Regions from separate parts of the Danio rerio genome. Here region 2 is linked to region 1. A link is a contact called in public Hi-C data. All regions are on one chromosome and are shown on one strand. The core of a region is the stretch at or near the end of the contact, and the rest is flanking DNA. Distances in the headings are between cores, read along the strand shown. Region 1 holds the start of cxxc5b (CXXC finger protein 5b). Region 2 overlaps psd2 (pleckstrin and Sec7 domain containing 2).

What was found. A called contact is a pair of places that touch in the nucleus more often than the background predicts.
Region 2: a Hi-C map of an unstated tissue shows a contact between it and region 1, with 2.3 times the contacts expected there. The contact joins the enhancer-like site here to the promoter of cxxc5b in region 1. A contact is called at or near these places in 2 of 18 Hi-C or Micro-C datasets (caudal fin and an unstated tissue).

Annotation. Positions count from the first base shown.
Region 1 is chr14:8,485,912-8,493,000 of GRCz12tu, forward strand. cxxc5b (CXXC finger protein 5b) reads left to right here and starts at 1,716. Exons shown (of 3, transcript XM_073922521.1): 1 at 1,716-1,898.
Region 2 is chr14:8,641,431-8,648,581 of GRCz12tu, forward strand. All of the region lies in intron 2 of psd2 (pleckstrin and Sec7 domain containing 2), which reads left to right. Among named protein-coding and RNA genes, the nearest start is that of zgc:92242, 8.9 kb to the left of the region's middle. Within about 2 kb of position 5,846, at least 23 of the 62 cell types and tissues checked have an H3K27ac peak or open chromatin away from gene starts, as enhancers often do. A contact at or near this core is called in caudal fin, where this site is marked.

The DNA.
Region 1 (7,089 bases), core at 466-2,965:
ATGAATTAGGAGATCATTTCAGGTGTTTTGAGTAAAATATTAATTTGTATTTAATGGACGGCTTTTCTTTTATCTCAAAAACTACTATTGTTTTATTATTATTGTTATAAGCATGAATGCTCTAAGTGCTATTTCTACAAGTTGTATTACTGTTGTGTTATGAATTATACTATGGTACATTAGCTGCCATATTAGTCCCTATAATTACTACAGTAATGCCAAAAAGCAACTGTCTTTTTAAGCTATACCTATTCTATGTGTTCAAACGAATATTAGTATCATTAGCAGGCCTGCATTTGAAAAAAAAAATCTTTGGAATAAATTATGATAGTTATATTGAGACACATTTTTGTTCAGTGTAACTACAGTACAACATATACTGTCATCATGGCAAAGATAAAAGAAATCATTTATTATAAATTAGTTATTAAAACTACACTGTAATTGTTTTACCGTAAATTCACAGTAAATTACTGGCTAATAATTGCATTACATTAACAGTAAAATACTGTACGTAAATTCACAGCAAATTACTGTGAGGTAGTTTACTGTAATTTACTGTGATTTTGTTACATTAAATTACTGTAAAATTACAGCCATATAGTTTAACTTCATAGTAGAGAGTGAAGTTTATTACTGTGATTTCACAGTATTTGTCTTGTAGAATTAACTATATTTTACTGTGAAGCAGGCTTTCCTCTGCTAGTCATTCTAACATTTACCATGATTTTGAAATGATTTTGGGTGCATTTAGCAATCTTTGGTTTCATGAATCAATTGCTTTTGTTCCAGTTTATTACATTTTTTGCTAAGCACAAAGTTATGTTAAAATTATTTCATATTTGCATGTTAACTGTAAAAAATAAAAAAAAGAGGTACAGTGCACCTAAAAATGAAAATTTACCATGACATTCATGTTGTTTCAAAACAGGACGATATTCTTTCAAGTTATTTTTGAAGACCAAATTGTTTTTATGGCTGCAATAATATTCTGTTGTTTCTAAATATCAAAAAGTGCCAAAACTAGCATAAAGGTTATTTGTACCAATGTCTATGTTGAATGAAATAAAAAGAGTTTGAATTAACATGCAAAAGATATAGCCCTTTTACAGTAATTTGCTGTAATCATCCTACCCACATTCATTGCACAATAAAATGATGAATACTACACATTACTGTGAATTTTTACAGTTAAATCCTGTAAATACTAATGTAATTCACTGTGAAAAATTACAATAACATGTTGTAAAAATCTGCACATCTTTTGCAGTGTGTGTTTACAAATGTGCTCTAAATGTAAATATTTTTTCTCTCTCCGTTTAACAGAATTGGGGAAAAAATAGACAGGCTAATAATTCAGGAGGGCTATAATTCTGACTTCAACTGTATATGGTCATTTTTATTTAATGTTGTGGTATAGGCTAATTCATAATGTTAAACTTTGTCCCATAAGCATTTTGTGAATATTGGTGAATGAAGAAAAAAGCATGATGGGAAGTGCAGCAGCAGTAGTGTCACTTTACTCAAGCTTAAACTTTCCCGTTAATGCAATTGTGGAGGTCTGAAACACGCAACCCCCCCTCTCAAACCCGCAGCCGGCAGCGCCGCACTGATCGATCCGCATTGATCGTCCCTGACGAGCTGTTCCACTTTCCAGCCAATGCACGCGCGCCCGTCTGCGATTGGGAAGGAGCCCGAAACGGAGGAAAATTTCTGCCGCCCTGGCGGTGTCACTTCCCCACACTTCAGCTGGCCGCCTGCCAGACTCACAGGACGCTCACAAGAGGTGGAGTGGACTCGAAGAGCGAGGAGGAGCGTCCGCGAGCCACTGGACCGACGGACAAATGGACCCACAGCAAAATGGCTCTTCGGCCACAGAGAAACACGACGATAATATGGTAACGACCGCACAGATGAATGACTGTTGGAGAAGATACTCTGTGGCTTTTCTAATTTGATTGAATGATAATAAAATAATCAATTGTGAAATGATTTAATCTAAATGTCATGTCTTATTACGATTAAACAACAATCAAGTAACAGTGTAAATGTGATTAATAAAATACTTATAATAAAAATACTCCATAAGCCGTATAGATTTATTCACGCATAAAATAGGCTAATAATATTACCAATTATAAACTAATATAATTTTTTTTTACAAGCAATAACAATATAATGCACGTGAATGCACGTTTTGCTTTTATTAGGCTACTACTAATATTATTTCTAATTATTATCATTTAGTTACATGATTATTATTCGCAATTTGAATTTTACGCCGAATAACAGCACCCCTCAGGATTATATCTCTTATAAGTGAATGGTGTCGTGTTCTGCATATTATGTCAATCAGCAGCAAGTTCCTGGAAAGCGTGAATGTGCAAAAGTTCTGATATAATAAATCAATCACGCGCGCAGCCAACAGCCGTTAAGAATGGAGTCAACAATGGGCAGAGCGTCCAGCCCTCTCAAAACTATTCTTCATTCATTATTCCTCTCTCATATGCACAGAGAAGAGCGACAGCAGCAGCGCAGACGCCCCTCGCCTTCATCCACACCTCTTGAAGGTTTATTTATTTTGTCCCCGACGGAAAGTCCACTTCGGTTTTTGTGTGAAGCTCCAAAAATCTATGAAATGTGTTTGCATGTTCTTCTCCGGGCGCGAGGATGTGGAGGTGGGATAGAGAGACGCGAGAGGCTGGAGGAGCGCACGCGCTCGCTCTCGGACAAAGTGCGTTCTGCGCGTATCTGCCGGCGTTTGGGCTTTATTGAAGGAAACCGCGAGCACAATTCTGTCTGGGTGAGCATTTGCATTCGTTTGCCTCTTTTACACTGCGTTCTCTCCGTCTCTTTTCTTTAAATCTCCGCAGCGCGTGAGAGCACCGGACCGCTCGGACAGTCGGAACGCTCCCCTCGGCTCACGCGAGCGGCGCGAACGAAAAGACGCCCGTGTTGGCGAATATGCAGATACGCCGTGTTTATCAAAGCGAGGGGAACGAGACTTTGTTGAGGACTGTTCAAAGTTACAATGACATGCAGCCGAGACGAATAAGTTGGCAGGGAAATAACAAGGGAATGCGCTTAGGCTAACCAACGCGACGTGTTGGCGCATACCGCGCGCTGTCACCATAGACACATCGCTCGAGATGAGACAAAAGGGATTTTGTTTTACTTTCTAAATGATCCGCGGTTCATCTGCGTGACAATTTGCCTGTATGCGTTAGATGCATCGGTGCAACTTTGCCACGCGTAATCAAATAGGCGCACGGAATACTTGCATTTACGGGTATTTGTTTGTTATTCGGCTGCCACTGTAAACATACCATTGTGACATTTGTCGGTTGTCCGGATAAAAAAATAAATAAAAATACGTGGAGTATACCGAGTGGGAATGTGTGAATAATTCAGAAACCCTCTTGGAGAGAGGTAAGTGTAAATCAAGCTACGCGCTGTTTATCATTAATCCATTATGAGTTGCATGCAAACTTTTTGTGTGTGCTGCGTATTTGCATTCTAATTATCTCAACCACCCAACGTGAATATATGCAATCAGCCCAGGTCTGTGTCTCCGATTGATCCGGCGGGGGTTTAATTGAGGGGATTGTTTGACGGAGCACGTAGATCTTGATAAGCAGGTCATCTTGTTTAGGCACAGTTGGGCTATTTGTGCAGGTTTGGCCATTGTTCCCTGGTGATGTCCAGATCTCTCTACGTCGCGCTATTGTCCCCTCTGGCTCGCCGCAATACTGGACACAGCAATTTCCGAGTGCATGCGAGCCTCGTCTGTGTGTTTGACATATGAGGAGGTCCAGCGTTGCATCGCCGTTCAAACTGTTGCTAGGAACTTGTTTATCTGTAAGGCAGGTCAATGATTGACGGAAACCCTCACTGTATGCAGCTTTTGTCCTGCTTTACCTGCAGATCAGGGGTCTCCGTCTCCAGTAAGTTTTTATTCCCATCGTGACTCTTTCAAGTGGATGTGATGTAATCATAATGGATACGGTCAGGTGTTTTGATGACAGCTGTAAAAAAGGTTTTGTCAGGTAAACGTGACACAGAAGGTTTTAATTGACTCAATCAGCTGAAATGCGCGTATAAGACTTTAACGCAGACTCATTAACACAGTTTTTGGATCCGCCAGAAATGGCATCTGCTCACTTTTACAGCTCAGCGAGTGTTAGTGTTTATATTTGAACGTGATTTTTGTTTTTATAGTGTTGATTACTAAGAAGTTAATGAATGGGTTCAATGTTATTGGAAAAGAATTCAATTCTGTTAACTTAAAAAGCCCTTTTTTTGGTCCTATAGGGGGGTCATGATGTCACATGGGGTAAGTGGTCACAATAGACTCTGACATTAAATAGGAACATTTAAATAGTAGCTATAAAGCAATACATGAAACATCAAATTATATATATATATATATATATATATATATATATATATATATATATATATATATATATATATATATATATATATATATACAGTTGAAGTCAAAATTATTAGCCACTGTTTATTTTTTTCAGAAGATTTTTTAACACATTTCTAAACATAATATCATTTTTAATAACTAAATTCTTTTATCTTTGCCATGATGGCAGTAAATAATATTTGACTAGATATGTCTGTAGTTCTGTAGACTATCAAAAAATATAGCTTAATGGGGCTAATAATTTTGACCTTAAAATAGATTTAAAAAAATGAAAAACTGCTTTTATTCTAGCCAAAATAAAACCAGAAGAAAAATTATTATCAGAGATACTGTGAAAATGTCCTTGCTCTGTTAAACATAACTTGGGAAATGTTTAAAAAAGAAAACAAAAATGTTTATATTATATTATATTATATTATATTATATTATATTATATTATATTATATTATATTATATTATATTATATTATATACCAGGGGTTCAGTCAAAATGTTTGACAAATAGAAAATATAAAACCATTTTAAATAATAAATAATAGCAAAATCTTATTAATATAAACAAACACATAATATTTATAAAACAAATAAAAGAAAATTTTTTTCATTAAAATGTTCTAATAAATAATTAATAAAAAATTAATAATTAGATTTAAATATGATTTTAATAAATTAACTAAAATGAGATTCAAATAATAAAAAACACAAATAAAATAGAAATAAATTAACACAATTTTAAATACATTAAAATTTATATTTAAAAATAATTCATATAAAACGAGTAAATAAATAATCATACTATTATTTATTTACTCTGTTATTTTAAGTAAATAAATGTGTAAATATGTGTAGAAAAAATGTATAATGTAACTTAATATAAACTAAATATTTTATAATTTATATTTTAGACCTATTTAAAGTCTTATTTACCCTATTCTTATCCAAAAATGATTACTTCTGCAAGTCTGTTTTCACTCTAAGAGGATGCAAACTGCAGATCTCTGCCATTTCAAACATGTGATAACATGCCTTAATGAAATATGATAAACTATAGATGCTAGATATTTGACTGCAAAGATCAAAAATGTATGTGACAACTAGCCCCTTGTAAACTTACATTACTTATATACCTTTCCCCTGAATCAGTAGCCATAGTACCTTTATCTTTAATGACTGTCACTCATAACTTGAAGTAATTTTCCCCTCTAATTATTAGCGATAGCACACTATACAGAGGCCTGGCAGTTAATTGAAATGTTAAGTCGTGGACGAGCGTGTGTATGTGCGTCAGTGCGGCTGAGTTTGCACCTAGACATCCTGATTTCACTGTCGGCTCACCCCAGGGGCTTTGCGCTTGAGCTCACGATTCCGCTTTCGTGATAGAACAGACCGCCTGTGGACCCTGATAGACGTCTCTCACTGAAGGCGAATTGCTGTCACAAGGAACGGGCTTTTGCACGTAAAGGTTATGAAATATAACAATTTAACAGACTCAAACCATCCAATTCAATATCCATACTAAATCTTCTTCTTTTTTTTTTCTTCTTCCTGAGATTCACAGTTAGTTTGAGTGTCTTGGAAGCACAGCGAACAAAGCGTAATTGTCACTAAAACCGAGATGTAGGGCAGATATTGTGTATAATACATACATGTTGGCTAAAGAATCAAAAGAGGTCAGATGAGGCCACGGTGGATTATTTTGTCACAGTGAACTTATTTCCGCGGACCAAACATGTAAGCTAGTAGAAATAGTGTATGTTTATGTAATTGATTATTTTGGGAGAATTACATTTTTTTTTAAAATGAGATCTGGGTGGCTCAGTGGTTAGCATTGTCGCATGACAGCAAGAAGGTCGCTGATTCGAGTCCTGGCTAGACCGGTTGGCATTTCTGTGTGGAGTTTGCATGTTCTTCCCTTGTTGGCGTGGGTTTCCTCCAGGGGCTAAGGTTTCCCTCACAGTCCAAAGACATGCGCAATAGGTGAATTGATTAAATTAAATTGGCCATAGTGTATGTGTGTGTGTGTGTGCGTGTGTGTGTGTGTGTGTGTGTGTGTAGGTGTTTCCCAGTACTGGGTTGTGGCTGGAAGGGCATCAGCTGTGTAAAACATATGCTAGAATAGTTGGTGATTCATTCCGCCGTGGCAACTTCTAAAATAGAGACATTTACCAAAGGAAAAGGAATAAATGAGATCTGTAGCAGGTGAGGTCAGAGTGGGATGTTGTAGCCAATTATTATTATTTATTGTTTTGTGGTTGATGATGAATGATGAAGTCGACCTGACTTGTTTTTCACCAACTTAAGGTTTTGATGCACATCACTGATCAAAGGTTTGGACAAATATTTGGTAAAAAAAAGATTCTTATGTTGTGCTGCATTTATTTGATAAAAAAAACAATAACAACTTTAATTTTATCAAATGTTTTAAAACACTAATTATAATGACAATCAGAAATAATTGTGCATAATTAAGGCGGCACATTAGATTGGTTACTTAAAGGGATGGTTCACCCAAAATTAACAATTCTGTCATCATTTACTCATCCTTCACGTATCACAAACCTGTTAAATTTGATGTTCTCTGTTGTACTCAAAAGAAGATATATTGATGTTGGTAAGCAATGACTTCTATAGTAGAACTGCTTGAGGGTGAGT
Region 2 (7,151 bases), core at 4,596-7,095, 160 kb after region 1:
ATTGACTTATTGTTTAATATCATTTACAAGCACAGTAGCATATTTAAAGCTGCTGTATGGGCTATTTCTGTCCGTTCGCATCCCGTCCCTTTGCGCCCCCTGGCGGCTCATTCACAAACTGCGGTCATACACTAAAAACAGAGCGGCACCTATTTCAAACGGCGGCGGTATATGCTGCGGCGTTAATAGCCATTTTGAACTCTCACCTACTACACGTTTCCACTGTGTGATGGTCCATCCCAGATGCCTCTGAACTCAAAAAAGTCGATATCGCTTCTGGACACTGTCAACCTAGGGCTTTCTTTTGGCACAGTGCAGTTTTAACTGGGATTTGTGGATGTAAATACATATTGTGGAACTTCTCAAAGGTTTGCCAAAGTCCTGAGCCCATGTGGTAATATCGCTTACAGATTAATGATGATTCTTAATGCAGTGTAGCCTGAGGGTTCGGAAATCATGGTTGCTCAGTTTAGGCTTGAGCCCTTGTCCTTTACGCTCTGATATTCCTCCGGATTCCTTGAATCTTTTAATTATGTTATGCACTGTTGACGATGAAATATCCAAATGTCTTCCTATCTTTCTTTGAGGAACATTGTTTTTTTAACATTTCAATATTTTCTCATCTATTTGTTGGCAAACTGGTGATCCTCAGCCCATCTTTGCTCCTAAAGTACTAGACCTTTCTTAGATGCTGCTTTTGTACCAAATCATAATCCCCCATTGACATCACATGCTTCAAATCACATCATTATTTAACAGATTTACCTGATTACTAGCCCTAAATTCGTCCTGTCACAACTTTTGTGGAATGTGTTGCAGGTCTGAATGATAGGAAAGGATGTATATTTACAAATGAAAATAAGTTGACCAGACAAAGTGTGAAATATTTAAACATTTATATTGTCTGCAATGAATTTATGACTACTTTTTTTTTTATTTGCGTTTTCCATTCTGTAAACATTTTTCTGATTTAGAGTTTTAGTTTTAGACATTTTTAAGTTGTATTTGAAGTGGGGAGGGCATTTTATTAGACCTTTAAACACAGAAAAAAAGTTACCTTAAAAAAGGTGATTAAATCAGTTGCCTTATAATGTATAGGGTGTAAATAAACAATTACATACGTTGTTTGTTTAAACTACTTATTTACATTTAACTGCATTAACAAAACGTTTACATTTTGGGACAACTTAATTATTTTATACTTAATCCACATGCATTAATAAAAACTAATAAGTTAACTTAAATCCTTTATGTTGTCCCAACACAACCATAATCAAATAATATACATAGTGTAGCGAGTATACCGATGCCACGTCGCCCTGGACCAAGATTCATCCCCGCTGGCACCTAATCAGCACCGGATCGCTCACAGCTGGAGCTCATCAGCCACAGAGAGGCATAAAAGCCAGCCACACACAGGAAGAAGACGAGCTTCATCCTCAGATGACTCCCTGCGCTAACGCTTGTGTCTCTCTGTCTCTCCCACAGCAGACTCCAGCTTGTGACGATCCAGCACCCGAACTCTCACTATCCTTCACCTTCTCCCTAGAGCACCATTACCAAGAAGAGCACCGTATTTTCACCACATTCACTTTGTAAATAAATTAAAATTTAATTATTCAAAACGTAACAGTTCCATGTTACAACAGATATGCGTAATATTTCATTAAAGAAACCAATCGCGTTTTACAGTGTGGAAATCAAAGAAATACACTCCAGAGAAAGCAATTTTCCATATTTGTATTACAGCTGCCCAACATATACACACGTCAATGAAATGACTGGTGTATCTGTGCCAAAAGACAATAGTGATGCAGTAAATAAGTCAGAAGACAATAACATCATCATCACAAAGCCCAATGACAAACATCGAGTGCTGCACAAGTGAGTTTGTGTTTAAAACGGAGGAGTAAAGATGTGAAACTGTACAGCAGGAACTCTCCTGATGGTTTGTTTGTTGTGGGTGAATAAGGAAACTGACGGGAAAGCAGGTAGAAATGTTTGAAGATTCCACATTTCTTTGGCTTGTGTCCAACATCATGAGAAATTGAGTCATGGAATTAATGGTGCTGAAACTGCGCAGGTGATTTCCCATAATGCCTCGTCGGGCAAGATGAATTTAAACCTGTTTTACCACAAGTGTCAGATTAAATTGAAAAGACTCTCATTTATTTCTTAAAGTCTCCTCCTTTTCTACTTCATCTGACTTTTGTTTTTTAACACAGTCATGAGGTAAACATGTCACACACCCCAGTTATCTGGTAAAGGGTTTGTTCAGCTGAAAAAAAAAAATCATTATTTACTCAGCTGTCACTGACCTGACTTCTTTTCTGTCTTCATATATTGTACGAAACTTCACGAAGGTTGTTTTGTTCTTGGATCAAAGCCAGTTGATCAAATGCTAATTAATTACTAGGGATTTTGTATATACAGCTGTGAAAAAATATTACTTAGAAATTATTTTTGTTAAGATTTACAAGTCACTTTATATTTAGGTGGTTGAGTAAACCATAGATATGGTCTTGTTCTACAAATTAAAAACAATAATAGTAATTATTTAGATCATAAAATGACAGAGGGTCAAAATAACAGCAAAAAAGGTGTTACGTTTTTAGTGGAATAGCCCTGGGATAATCACAGAAAGGAAGTAAGCTGGTAAGTAATTAATTAAATTAGGGCTGCACAATATAACGTTTCAGCATTGATATCGCAATGTGTGTGTCCAATGGATCTGCAATGTTGAGAGATTTTTGTTGATCAGCATAACAGTTGAGAATACATGACATTTGTGAAGTCATTGCAAAGTATAACCATAACAGAACGAATGTTTATCAGTTCTCTGTGTTTTTGTAACGCCGGGGAGTAACACCACAACAGAAGGTAGGATCCAATATGCAGGTTTATTCACAGTCAGGCAAGCAGTGGTCAATACGGGAGCAAACAGGTATGTGAGGACAATCCAGAATCGTAGTCAGTATAACAATCAAGAGATCGAAAGGCAGGCGGCAGACAAGGATAACTAAATAAACAAGGCTAGGTTCAAAACAGGAAAACAAGACAAGGAAACCGCGTTGTAATGCTACTTTACAGTGAACAAGACTCGGCAATGTGAATGAGTGTGTGTGCTGCTTAAATACTGTGTGTAATCAGTCTCTGAAAGTCCTCAGGTGTGAATGTAAATCAAGCTAAATGAGAAAGCAGGTGTGTGGGCGAAGAGCATGTATGAAGTTGTAGTCCAGGAAAAGTGTAGTTCTAAGTGTGTATGTGTGTGTTTTCCAGCGACATCTGGTGGTTGTTCGCTTGTAAACATGACAGTTTTAAAGGCATTTCAAGAGAATTTAAAGCATTTGGTCACAAAAATGTACAACATTTGTAACTTTAATGAAGAATTATTTTACTGAATTATGAATACAGTGAAGCATGTTTTCCGCAACATTCATTCTTCCATGGCGGGGGGCTTCCAAAATTGATCCCGCCATCATTACAGCTTCTCATTCAAAACATTCAGTCGTGTTATTTTTTTTAATAGCGGGTGATAATCGCACCAAAACTTATTAAAAGGTAAGTGAATTATAACAGAGCAAACTTTTCTGTAACCATAGTAGTGCTGTGCGCAGGGCCGGCGCGTCCATATAGGGCGGCAGTATAGAGAGGGCGGCATCCGCGACCCCTCCCTTACCACCCGCGTCCTCAGTTATGTCCGCGACACCTCCCTCACCACCCGCGTCCTCAGATATATTTGCGCATAGACGACAGAATAGAGAGGGTGGCGTCAGCGACACCTCCATCAGCACCCTCGTGTCGTCAGTTATATCCGCGCATAGGCCGGCAGAATTAAAGTCCGCGACACCCGCGCGTCCTCAGTTATATCCGCGCATAGGGCGGCAGAATAAAAGTCCGCGACACCCGCGCGTCCTCAATTATATCCGCGCATAGGGCGGCATAATTAAAGTCCGCGACACCCGCGCGTCCTCAATTATATCCGCGCATAGGGCGGCAGAATTAAAGTCCGCGACACCCGCGCGTCCTCAGTTATATCCGCGCATAGGGCGGCAGAATAGAGAGCGCAGTGTCCGCGACACCTCCCTCCCTCCCTCCCTCAGCACCCGCGCATCCTCAGTTATATCCGCGCATAGTGCGCTGGAAAAGAGGTCCGCGACACCTCACTTTATTTTCATAACCGGTCACTTTCGTTTTCACATTGGGGTTGAGGGTGGTATGAATGTCCTCTGCCTAGAGCGGCAGTTCAGCTTGCTCCTGCCCTGGCTGTGCGTCATTTGTTTAACCCTTTAAGGTTACGTGCTGACTGACTGACTGACTGACAGGTGCGTGATGCGTGAGGCCAGAAAACACGACGTATAACTGTTTCACTTTACTTCAGGACACATAAATATCGCTCTGTAGGTGTATTGGAGACTTTCATAAATATTCCAAGCAAACCTAATAAATGTTGGAGACATACTTGTTATAAACACACTAAATCACACTTCAGCAGCGTCTATTTGAGAGTGCACAAGAAGATCTGCTCTTGAGCAGCGTATATTTGAGGGCGCGTGCAAGAAGTTTTGTGCACGAGCAGAGGAAGTCGGCGCGCAAGCAAAGTGATTTGCTTGCTTGTAGGCTATTACATAAATGCAATCTCGACTTAATACTGCGCTCACGACATTTGTCATTGAAATGACACCACAGGTAGTTTGGTAGATCTGTGTAAAAGGCCTGCCACCACAGATGGAAAATATCCTAGAAGAAACATTGGTGAAGATTATGTTTTTACATTTTACATTTCATTATTCAATTTCTATACCTTAATACTGTCTCCGAAAACCATAAAGCACTGTTTATTTGACTTTTTTCTTTGTTCTAATGTAATTATTCTTGCTTGGAATTTATTTATTATTTTTATACATGAATCACACCCTTACAAAATCCACCTAGTGAATCTAAATTAATGATTTGTACCCCCAAATAGAGCTATTCAAGCCATCTGGTGAAATTGTATTAAAATCATAATATGTATTGCAGAAAAAACTAAATATTGCAACGTTAGATTTATTAAATATTGTGCAGCCCTAAATGAAAGTAATTTAAGTAAAGTAAGGATTTAAATAATTAAGTAAGTGTTAGTAAGTAAATAAATCTAAAAATGCCAGCCAATTTTTATATAAACTATTGTTACACTGAAAGTGTGTAATCATGGTAAAAATGTTAATAATTAAAATAATAATTAATACAGACAGACAGACAGACAGACAGACAGACAGACAGACAGACAGACAGACAGACAGACAGACAGACAGACAGACAGATAGATAGATAGATAGATAGATAGATAGATAGATAGATAGATAGATAGATAGATAGATAGATAGATAGATAGATAGATATCCTTCTAAATATGGGTTGGTTCTAAGAACTAAAAATTCTCGTGGAACTGTCAGTAGTAAATAACACCCTGTAAAAAATGCTGGTTTCCACACAATCAATATGTGTTGGGACAACATGAAGGAATTAAGTTAACTTAGTTTGCATAAATTAAAGTGGATTTAACAAAAAAATGTAAAGTTGCCACAATAAAAACTCAAGAATTATGTTGTTTCAGCTTATTTTAAAACAGGTAGCTTGAACAAACAGCAAACATCATTTTTGAGAACAGATTATAATTTTTTTGGTTGACTTTCTTTTTCCTTATATGCTGTTGAATCTGAAGTCATGTGATGTTTGTTTTCCAACAAGCATGCTTACAAACTTCCCTAAACATTCCCTTAAATAGACGAGAGTCATGAAACAAGGGTGTGTTTAGCAGAAAAACAGGAAGTGTGTGTCTTGTTAGTTGGGCTGATCGGTTTACACTTTACTGACTCATGTGCTTTCCACACTCATGGCTCGACATGGCTCAGTGCTCAGTGGCTCAGTGCTGCTTAGGGTTCACATGATATATGTAAACAGACACACAATCACAGGTTTGTTTCACAATCTTAATAAGGACATTAGAGAGATTTTCATTGTTTTTATATCATACTATGGTCTAACCTTAACCCTACTACTAAACCCATCTCTCACAGAAACAAGTGCACATCCTTAAATGCTAATGAAAACATGTTCAGACTGATTTATGTGCACTTTTAAGTAGTGATCACAACACTGTAAAAAATATCTGTTAATTAAAAGTTTACATATTTTGCGATTCACAAAAGTTTTCCATTTCTTTATGGTTGTGAATTGTATTATGGGATCTTGATTTCTGCTCTGTTGAATTTGGATGTTGGAAAATTCAACTCTACAGTAGAGATTGACATTTTTCGGGAATCCCGCTGGTCACGGGGTTCCCGTGGGATGGGAGTCATCTTTGCTATTAATCACGGGATCGGGACGGTACAGGATAAAATATTAACGGGGCAGACGGAAGCGGGAATCAACCAATAGGAACATGACAAAAAAATGCACCCCCATTTGTAGTTTCCTTTTAATAAGCCTACAATGTAACACAATAAATAAAAAACCACACACAACCCAGAAGCCATCAGTGCTGGAGGGAGCTAACATCATATCTATGCGCATGTATGCCTGTATAACTTTTTGCTTATTTGATTTTTTTTTTCAAAACTTGTCAATGTTTATTCAATATGCTTAAATTGTGCAATGCTGCATTTCTCTTTTTCATTATGCAAAAGCATATTGGATGAAAATTGTTAACATTAAAAAACATTTCAATAAATGAGTAAAATGCAGCTTTATGTGCTGTTTGGGTTTATTAAACTATTGTAGACATAGAGAATTATGTTTCAATTTACTGTAACTGATCTCCAGAAAACCTAGAAACAAAGACTCAGCAGCTGGTTATTACCTAAAGACTAAATAAATAAATAAAAAAAAATAAAATAAATAAATATATATATATATATATATATATATATATATATATATATATATATATATATATATATATATATATATATATATATATATATATGGGAGCGGTACATGAGCGGGAGTCATTTTAAACAGGAGCTGGATGGGAGCGGGAATCATTTTACCAGGAGCGGGATGGGACAGGATTATTTTTTAAACTCTGGTCTGGGAGTGGGACGGGACAAGATTTCTTTCTGTGGGAGTGGGACAGGATAGGAGTGAAAATCCCCTCCCGTGTCATC